2 separate regions of the Pan troglodytes genome follow, and region 1 is linked to region 2. Evidence: chromatin contacts called from public Hi-C data. All regions are on one chromosome and are shown on one strand. Each heading gives the region's core, a stretch centred on a gene start, on an enhancer-like site or on the middle of the called end of the contact. The rest is flanking DNA. Distances are from core to core; before and after follow the strand shown. Region 1 holds the start of GALNT15 (polypeptide N-acetylgalactosaminyltransferase 15). Region 2 has its middle 110 kb from the start of GALNT15.

Region 1 (4,944 bases), core at 509-3,008, 110 kb after region 2:
AAGCAGTGGGCTGGCCAGGGTGACAGCCCTGGGGTGGGCTGTTCTTGGTAAGTTCAAGCACAGCGTTGCTAGAGATGAGTGGAAGATGGTGACTCTGCACACTCAGTTTTCTGAAGGCCTCCTGGATTTGGAACCTTCTAATCCTTCATCCTCATTAACCTCAAAATGTCTCCAGATATTCTGAACTACATCTCCCAGGATGTCTGCCTCTTGAATTTGGAAATGACACAGTATCCCCACCTGGCAATACACCCTGATTTGAGATTTGGAAGACACAATTCAATCCAGAAATTGCTAAGCACTGTCCACTGGGGCATTACAATGGGATTCCAGGAGAACAACCACACATAACCCACTATTTCACCTCTGACTTCATGAAAACACACGTGTATACATGCTTGTGCACGTGAGTGTGCACAGACACACCACACACACTGGAAGAAACAACTGAGTCAAAAGGTAAAACATTTTTTTCCACGAACATTTTAGCTGACATTCTAAGATCAAAATAAAGACAAAAACAATGAGCAAGTTCATTGCAGGACTTCCCCAATGGCAGTTTTCCCCCCTCCACTCTTGGTTGCAGACAGCATGGCTGCTTTACAGCCATCAGAAGAAACACAGCTCATGGTGATGGTCAGCTATCCTTCAACCTGTTCAAGCTAGAAGCCTGAAAACTGAGCACGCTAGATTCTCTTCTCCCTTCTACCTACCTCACTCCCTCAGTGATCTCAGGTCTCACGGCTTCAAACACTATCTGAGTGCTGCTGGAGTCCAGCTTTGTATATGCAGGCCAGACCTCCCTCTGACCTTCAGCTATCCTACAACTGCTGCCTTCACTTCGTCTCCTCTTAGCTGTCTAGAGGACATCTCGAATGTCACATGTTCCAAATCAAGCCACTGGCATGCATTCATCTCCTTCCACCTTCTCTCCTTCCCCATCTTGGTTAATGGCAAGTCTATTCTTCCAACTACTCAGAACAAAAATTTGAACTCATCTTGACTCTTCTCTTCCTCTCACATTAGTCATTAATTCATCAGCAAATCCTATAGGTTCTTCCTTAAACTATATCCACAAGCTGACCCCTGTCACCACCGATGCCTCTTAGTGCAAGCCAAGAACCTCTTGGTTGGTCTCCCTGCTCCTGCTTTTTGCCCCCCACTGATTAGTCTCAACCCAGCAGCCAGAATGATCCAGTTAAAACCCAAGTCAGATTGTGTCTCTCCTCTAAGGGCTCCCCTCTCATTCAGAGGAAAAGTCAAAGTTCCTTCAATGCAACCAGGGGGTGTCCTGCATGGTCCTCCTGCCCCCCGCCCCCTTGCCTCTCTTATTCCACTTCCCATCAGGCTCCACCCTGCTCTCTTTGCTTCAGCCATGCCGGCCTTTTGCTGTTCCTCAGACATGCCAGCATACTCTTGCCTTGGAACCTTCACATTTATCATTCTGTCTGCCCCGAACACTCAACCTCAAATAGCTGTGCAGCCCTCTCCTTTACACAAATGGTAACTCTTCCATGAAACCTTTCTCCACCACTCAATGTCCATTTCCAAGCCCAGCCCATGCTCCCCAGCCCCATCCCTGCTCTGCTTTTTTGCCTTCATCCTCATCACTATCTGACCCAGTGGATAGTTTTAATTGTATCTGTCACTAGAATGCAAGCTCCATGAGACACACATTTTTGTCTGTGTTATTCATTGCTCTACTTCCAGTTCCCAGAACAATTTTGGCACATAGCATGTGTTCATTAATTATGTGTTGGTTAAATGAAGGAAGCTTGATGAGGGAAAGAGCATGCCACTCCTCTTCCAGCGTCCCCCTTGGTGGCCAGGGCAGAGCAGGCATTCAGCTGCTCTTGTGGGAGAAGAAGGGACTTGCAAGATCATCTCCCTTAGCTCCCTCATTTTCAGGAGGACAGGGACAGTGGTCCCCAGGAAGGGAAGGAGAGTCCAACCTAGTTTGCCTGATCCCCCGTGGGAGGCTGAGGTTGCAAACAGACAGCTGCAGCTCCTTGCAGCTATGCCACACACACAGCCTTTCTGAATCAGAGGGTATTAGTCTTTCCTTCTGAACTCTTGGGATATTCCTGTTTTGATTTGGCTCTAGCAGTGACCACACCGAGTTATGCAAAGCCTGGGAACAGTGAGGGCATTAGGACCAGGAGTGACGCGCACGCTTGGCTCTGGGTTGTGTCTGGCAGAGGGCTCTCGGCTGAGTGGAGCTATGTGTGAAAGGAAACCAGGCACTGCCTGCCGGCTTTACATCTGTTGATCTGACCTGACTGGAAGCGTCCAAAGAGGGACGGCTGTCAGCCCTGCTTGACTGAGAACCCACCAGCTCATCCCAGACACCTCATAGCAACCTATTTATACAAAGGGGGAAAGAAACACCTGAGCAGAATGGAATCATTATTTTTTTCCCAAGGAGAAAACCGGGGTAAAGGGAGGGAAGCAATTCAATTTGAAGTCCCTGTGAATGGGCTTTCAGAAGGCAATTAAAGAAATCCACTCAGAGAGGACTTGGGGTGAAACTTGGGTCCTGTGGTTTTCTGATTGTAAGTGGAAGCAGGTCTTGCACACGCTGTTGGCAAATGTCAGGAGCAGGTTAAGTGACTGGCAGAAAAACTTCCAGGTGGAACAAGCAACCCAGGTTCTGCTGCAAGCTTGAAGGAGCCTGGAGCGGGAGAAAGCTAACTTGAACATGACCTGTTGCATTTGGCAAGTTCTAGCAACATGCTCCTAAGGAAGCGATACAGGCACAGACCATGCAGACTCCAGTTCCTCCTGCTGCTCCTGATGCTGGGATGCGTCCTGATGATGGTGGCGATGTTGCACCCTCCCCCGCACACCCTGCACCAGACTGTCACAGCCCAAGCCAGCAAGCACAGCCCTGAAGCCAGGTACCGCCTGGACTTTGGGGAATCCCAGGATTGGGTACTGGAAGCTGAGGATGAGGGTGAAGAGTACAGCCCTCTGGAGGGCCTGCCACCCTTTATCTCACTGCGGGAGGATCAGCTGCTGGTGGCCGTGGCCTTACCCCAGGCCAGAAGGAACCAGAGCCAGGGCAGGAGAGGTGGCAGCTACCGCCTCATCAAGCAGCCAAGGAGGCAGGATGAGGAAGCCCCAAAGAGGGACTGGGGGGCTGACGAGGACGGGGAGGTGTCTGAAGAAGAGGAGTTGACCCCGTTCAGCCTGGACCCTCGTGGCCTCCAGGAGGCACTCAGTGCCCGCATCCCCCTCCAGAGGGCTCTGCCTGAGGTGCGGCACCCACTGTAAGTAAGGCCCTTGTTTTCCCTTCCCTGATCCCAGGGCATGATCAGGTGGTAGCAAACTTGGGAATGCAAACTTTCTGTACCCTGCCTTTCCTGACTTAGAGCAAGTGCTTTTCAAGATGCAGTACCTGGGCCAGCAGCGTCAGCAGCCCCTGGGCACTGGTGGGTTCTCAGAAATGCAGATCCTCAGACCCCATCCCAGACCTGCCAAACAAGAAACTCTGGGTGGGGTCCAGTGGTCTGTATGAACAAGCCCTTCAGGTGAGAATCATTGTCCTAGAAAGCAGAAAGTGAGGACTCTTGCTTGTTCATTCTCTTCTCCGTCCTGGGTTCTAGTTCTTCTGTCTTTAGGTCAAATGGCTTTATTTCTATAACACAGAAGGGAGGTTAGAGCAGACATTCGCCAGTTCTAACACTCTGACTCCACTACATTTTGATTTTAGGGTTATTGTTAGTGTTTGCTTTTAGTTTGGATCAAAATAACAATTGCAGTTTACATTTAGGGGGCTCTTCCCATGTGTCTGGATTTACTTTACAAGCTTTTAATGTATTAACTCATAAAGTCCTGGAAAGTCCTCACAGCTCTGCAAGATGGGTGCTAGTAGTATCATCATGCTTATTCTATAGGTATGAAAACAAGGGGAAGTTGCTTTCCCAGTCACGCTGCTAGTAGGTAACAAGGTCAGGATTTGAATGCAGGCATGTGAGCTCCAGTCTGCCTGACCCACCACTCCATGCCACCTGCCTTGGGCCACTAGACTAAGGAAACAGGTCCAGTGCCTGAGAGCCAGAATACTGTGCTGACTGCAATTTACCCTGCCAGGGCAGCCCCAGCCCCAGGAGGTAAGCTGAGAAGTGTAGGTGATGGGCAGAGCTGTGCCCAGGGAGATGCTGGCCCATCCTCCACACCCCCTACTCCCTTACTGTCACCATGGCTGGCCACTGAGGAGGGAGCCTTGGTTATCAGCATCCAGGGAGCAAGGCAGCTTGTTAGTTTTAGTTTGGTGATTTAGGTCCCTTTTCCTATAGGCCATTGCTCCTCCCAGAGCCTGGAGAGTTTCCTGGAAAGCAAACATTTGTGCAGGGCAGCAGTTGGAAGCAGGGCCACACACTCCTCGGATCCCTGATCTAGTTCCCCTCAGCCTGGCTGCTCAGCCACTCACACTCGAGGGCGTGCAATTGCAGGGTCAGCCAGCCGGGAGTGAACATCTCCTTAAATTGTGTGCCCCGGGTGCCTCACTCACCTCACCCTACTTCCATTTCAACCCCGCTACACTGTTTTCAAGCCTTACCTTTAAAAGCTATTTTCAGGAAATTCCCACCCCATTCTAGTTTTGTGCCCTCCTTGCACCCTGGAGTTTTAACTCACAGCACTTACAAAACTAAAGCCAAATGATTATTGATGTATTTATCAGTCGAATGCCTGCTTTCCCTGCTATGCTGTGAGCCCCTTAGAAGGTCAGGACTGAGTTTGTATTGTACATCCCAAAGCCCAACATGCAGTAAAGAAGTGATTGCTGAATGAACAAACATAGTTTTCAAATTTTTTGACACTATTTTTCACTGGCCTGGAGCAAGAGTGAGCATCCTCTTTTTGCCGATAAGAAATAATATTGCCTGAAACGAGAGGGTCTGTGGCTACCAAAGTGGTCTGTGTGTGTGACTGTGTGTTTGC
Region 2 (4,844 bases), core at 1,210-3,709:
ATCCCAAGGAAAACTTGCCAATGCTGAGAGCTTGTAGACACCAGAATAGGTTGTGAAGACAGTGGAATCTACTTTGGCGGTCCTGAAAAATAGAATAACTTCTCTTCAGTCTGTAATGGTCTGGAATGACAGTCTGTTAAAAAAAAAAAAAAAGGAAAACATGGCAACCACAAAGCTCTTAATTTTCAACAACTCTTGATTTTAAGCTGTTTTAGATTTGCTGCAAGTCCTCACATCCTTTGATTGCCTGTACAATATTAAACACATATTGAAGACGCTTTGCAACACGCCCAGATACTAGAGCTCCAACGCAGAGGAAGGAAATTAATATTTGGCAGAAAATCCCAGGGACACAACTTTGTTTGGAAAATTATGTCTACCACACAAATGGAAATTAAAATTCACCTCTGAGGGACTGATAGGATTTTTCCCCATTAAGTAACCTCCTACCTCTGTTTAATTGTGTAAGGAAGTTTGTAACCTCTGCATACTCTCGCCAGGCTCTGTCCTCATTTCCTCACCTCTTTTGTAATCTAGGTCCCAAGACTTCTAGAAGACTCTCTTGATGGGTCTTTATTCCCCAATCGCTGCTTTAACAGAGACATGTGGAGGCAGGAGAGTTGGACGAGGGAGGCAGCTGAAAAGGAAAAGTGTGAGCAAAGCAAAGAGAAGCAGAAAGTGAAAGGAAAGGGGAGAGAGAAAGCAGGAGGTTTTTATCCTGGAATTAAGACAATATGAGAAAAGACATACATTTCTTTTCACATGGATTACAGGGAAGAGGAGAGCTATAGTCATACCAGAATAATTCACTCATAAGAAAATTCAGTCAGGGCCCCCAGATCTGACAGAGAGGGAACAGCATATTAAAACAGAAAACTAGAAGAAAGCAGGATTCAGGATTTAAAAATAGCAGGCCATAAAAAATACAGATGAAGGGCTGCCCAGTATGACCACTATCATGCTAGAATTTGTCTGCCTCTTACTATCTTTGTGGTCTTCTCTGTGCCTTAGCTTTTCATCTATGAAATAAGAATAATGAAAGTAACTACTTCATCAGACTGTTCAGAGGATTGAATGAGTTGGTGTGTGTCAAGTGCTGGGAAGAGTGTCTGGCACGTTGTAAGCAGTGTATGCGTGTTAGCTTAGTGGTGCCTCTAGAAGGGAGCACCATACTTACTATCTGCCTGGTATTTCTGACTCCACCACTGTGATGGTTTTGTATTGTGTCAACTTAGCTACTAGAACTACATTTCCCAGAATTCCTTCCCCTATATGGTCTAGATTAGGAGTGCCATGTGAGGAATCTGCGTGAGATTTGGAAGGTGAATGTGGAGCATCAGCCATCACTGTCTGGAGGTCAGTGTCAGGCACAAGGGGCTGCTGCAGTCTTCACTCATCACGGACCTACACAGGGCAGCAGCTGGGCCTGCACCTCCTCTCCTCCTTCTGGACCTCCTCCTGTAGCTGCTCTGGCCAGGAGTGTGTGTCACTCCATGATGGAGGATCCCAGCTTGCGGGTCACCGATGTGGTTGAGATTGAGATGGTAGAAGACAGATATGACTTGCAGTTGGTCCCTATGGATTTCAGTTGGTCCTCATGGATTCCTCTTTGTCTTCACAGATTTTCGTTTTCCTTGCTTTTTTGCACTTCATGTCCAGCTTTCCATCCAAACAGCCTGGCCTGCTGACCCATAGCAACTTCAGGATTGGCCCGCCAAATGCAGAGGGAACAGCCTTGCACAGACATCTCCACCAACTCCCATCATGACTCCAGGTCCAATCTCTATTGCAAATCTGTGTTTTTCTACATCATCCATCGTGGTCATGCTGCCTTGATTGAACCTTGCCTGATACATCCCCCACCACATTGCTCTGTGAGTTGGATATAAGACAGTGGTACCGCTGAAAGCTCAAGGTTCTTTTTAACACATTTTGCATTTACTATAACTCTAAGCATTTTGGCTCCCAACTGCCACCCTTTGCCTTCTCTCTATTTCCCCAGAACTTCTCTGTGGGAGGACTTTGAGCAATAAGGAAAGAGTATTGACTGCTGAAATCCCACAGAAAAAATATCCAATTTCTTTCTTCAGCACAGTGATGGGTGGGGTTAACCACAGATTTGTCATCAGATTTTAAAATCAAAGCAGTAAGATTTTCCTAAAAATAAATGAAAAAAAAAAGAATTCTATTTACCTCAATATTGCTATTTTCACAATTTCCTAGAACAAGTTGTACGGAGTAATACAAATGCTAAGAAGGTGGGTCCAAATGAAATACAGAATTCATAATAAGAGGATGTTATTACTCAGAAGAAGGACAACCCAGTGTGCTTCGAGATGGTATTGCAGCAATGAAAACAAGCTCAATGTTCATGTCAGATAAACAATTGTCGTCACAGCTCTGGAAGTTTGGGAAGTGACTCATCTTCAGGAATGGGCAGTGAGTGAAGACAACTGTTTACCTCAGCCCTTTGGTGGTTGACACAAACATTCTTTTCTTCCCCTGTGACTTGGCCACCGGGAGATGCTGTTGCAGCCACGTGCATCGGCACCCCAGCTTCCACCACATAAACGCTCACCTCTCCTGCCCCGTGATGCCTTACACTCTCTGCCCTCAGCCTCTCACTGTCCTTAGGGGTGGAAAATCTCTAAAATCAGTGGATTTCCTGGTAAATGGGGGAGAAAATACTTCAGGAAGCCTCTCCTTGCAAGGAGGGACCATTGTTAGGAACTTTTGGTCTGAGATGCTATGGCTGAGTCCAGGGGGGCAACAAAGAACAGACCAGTTCCAAACTCGATCAGCTAGCAAAAAAAAAAAAAAAAAAGAAAAGAAAAAAAGAAAGGGACTAAAGGGAGTGTAGAGACTCTGGTGGAGGCAGGGCAGAGCCAAAGTCAGGGAGAGGATCCTCCCCTGTCAGTGGGAGGTAGTGATTGCTGGAGTCAGGGCCACAGCAAGGTCAGGGATGGAGGAATGGAGAATTCATGCAGGAGAAGCTTGGCTGGAGCTGCAGTGAATCAGAGGGTGCATCACCAGCAGGGCTCTGGCTAGTTGCACTGTTGTCTTTTTCTGCTTTATCTGAGTTGTTTCATTACCAGGACCCAGAGTTTCTACTGCTATAGCCATAGAGGGCTGACTGCTCAGGAAGCAGGGTGGCAGTGGAGGCATGTCATCCAGAGAAGTGCACATCCTTGCACCAGGACACATGAACAACAATGTTCACAGTGGCATTGCTCATAATAGCTCCAAATGAGAAACTAAGCAAACGACATCAACGTCAGAATGGATCAAGAAATGGTGGTATATTTATAAGTAAACTGCAGCTGTTTATACAGTGGAATACTATATTCATTTCCTAGGGCTGCCATAACAAATTAGTACAAACTGTGTGGCTTAAAATAACAGGAATTTATCATTTCACAATTGAGGAGGCTAGAAGTGTAAAATCAAGTTATCAGGAGGGTTGGTTCCTTCTGGAGGTTCTCGGGGAGAATCTGCTCCATGCCTGTCTCCCAGCTTCTGGTCTTTGCCTGCAATCCTTGGCATTCCCTGGCTTGTAGCTGTCATCACTCCCATCTCTGCCCCCATCTTCACATGGTACTCTCCCTGTTTCTCTCAATGTCTTCACATGAACATCTTATAAAGACAACAGTCATCAGATTAAGGGCCCCCCAATCCGGTATGAATCATTTTAACTGATTACATCTGCAAAGGTCCTGTTTCCAAATGAGGTCACTTTCTGAGGTTCTATGTGGATGTGAATTTTTTGGGGGACACAATTCAATGAGTGCAAATACTATACAGCCATGAAAATGAATGAACTACGGCTGCATGCAACATGGCTGAAACACAGACAAAATATTCAGGAAAAAAAGTTACACACAAAAGAGTATGCACTGTGGTGTTACACTGTAAAACTCAAATTTAGGAAAAGTTAAACCATAGTGCTTAGGAATGCATAGTTTGGTGATATATAGGATATATGTATCATATTATAATGAAAAACAAGTAAATGATTCCCATAAAAGTCAGGATATTGGTTACTTTTAGAAGGGAAAGGAGTATGAGAGGGGGTTCCTGGGGTGCTGGAATGTTCTCTTTTTTGACATGGCTGGTGGTTGCAAGACTGTTTTTTGATATTCCATGAAGCAATTTTATTTTCTGTATGCCTGCTGTTTTTCACAATAGAGCATGGGGGTGTCAGAACTGGAACCTGCTGTTCCAGGTTCTGGCACCAGCTGCTGGGTCTTGGGTAAGTTGCCTCCCTGGACCTCGGTTTCCTCATCTATAAAATGAGATGGTTGGAGATGATGCTCTCCAAGCTCATTAAAATATAACTCATTTAATTCTCCAGGCATTTCTCGAGGAGAGGAGACCCCCAACATTATGTTTACAAAAAAGGAAACTCTTGAGAGAGGCTCCATAGCGTTAGAGTTAGACTTTGAAACCAGAACTTGGAGTTGAGTCTTAGCTCTGCCTTCTTTCTAGAAGGGGCCATGGACAGATTACTTTAACATTCTGGGCTGCAGTTTTCTTAGGCACAAAATGGGTGTAATGAAAAGAACCTTCCTTACAGAATTGATGAGAAGGTGAAAAGAAATGATGTACACAAAATGCCTGGCTCAGCACCTGGGATCTAGTAAGCCACTCGCTGGTTACTGGCATCTTGCTAACCGACAAAAGCCAAACAAATCAGATGAATTCAACAAATTGTTCTTAAATACCTATTGTGGAGCCAAGGGTGTTCACAGAATATGATCTCCTTTTATCTTCACCTCAGTGCTGTGATGTTGCTTATCCTTCTGAGTTTTTATAGATAACACATTGGGACTAAGAAACAGGGAGGA

What was found. Hi-C and Micro-C count contacts between places; a contact is called where the count stands out from the background.
Region 1: a Hi-C map of stem cell-derived neural progenitor cells shows a contact between it and region 2, with 5 times the contacts expected there. The contact joins the promoter of GALNT15 here to the enhancer-like site in region 2. A contact is called at or near these places in 4 of 7 Hi-C or Micro-C datasets (blood, induced pluripotent stem cells and stem cell-derived neural progenitor cells) and 1 of 1 other capture datasets (stem cell-derived neural stem cells).

What each region holds. Positions count from the first base shown.
Region 1 is chr2:20,173,292-20,178,235 of NHGRI_mPanTro3-v2.0_pri, forward strand. GALNT15 (polypeptide N-acetylgalactosaminyltransferase 15) reads left to right here and starts at 1,759. Exons shown (of 11, transcript XR_010155124.1): 1 at 1,759-3,269.
Region 2 is chr2:20,060,367-20,065,210 of NHGRI_mPanTro3-v2.0_pri, forward strand. No RefSeq gene overlaps it. Among named protein-coding and RNA genes, the nearest start is that of GALNT15, 110 kb to the right of the region's middle. Within about 2 kb of position 2,460, at least 9 of the 24 cell types and tissues checked have an H3K27ac peak or open chromatin away from gene starts, as enhancers often do. A contact at or near this core is called in stem cell-derived neural progenitor cells and stem cell-derived neural stem cells, where this site is marked.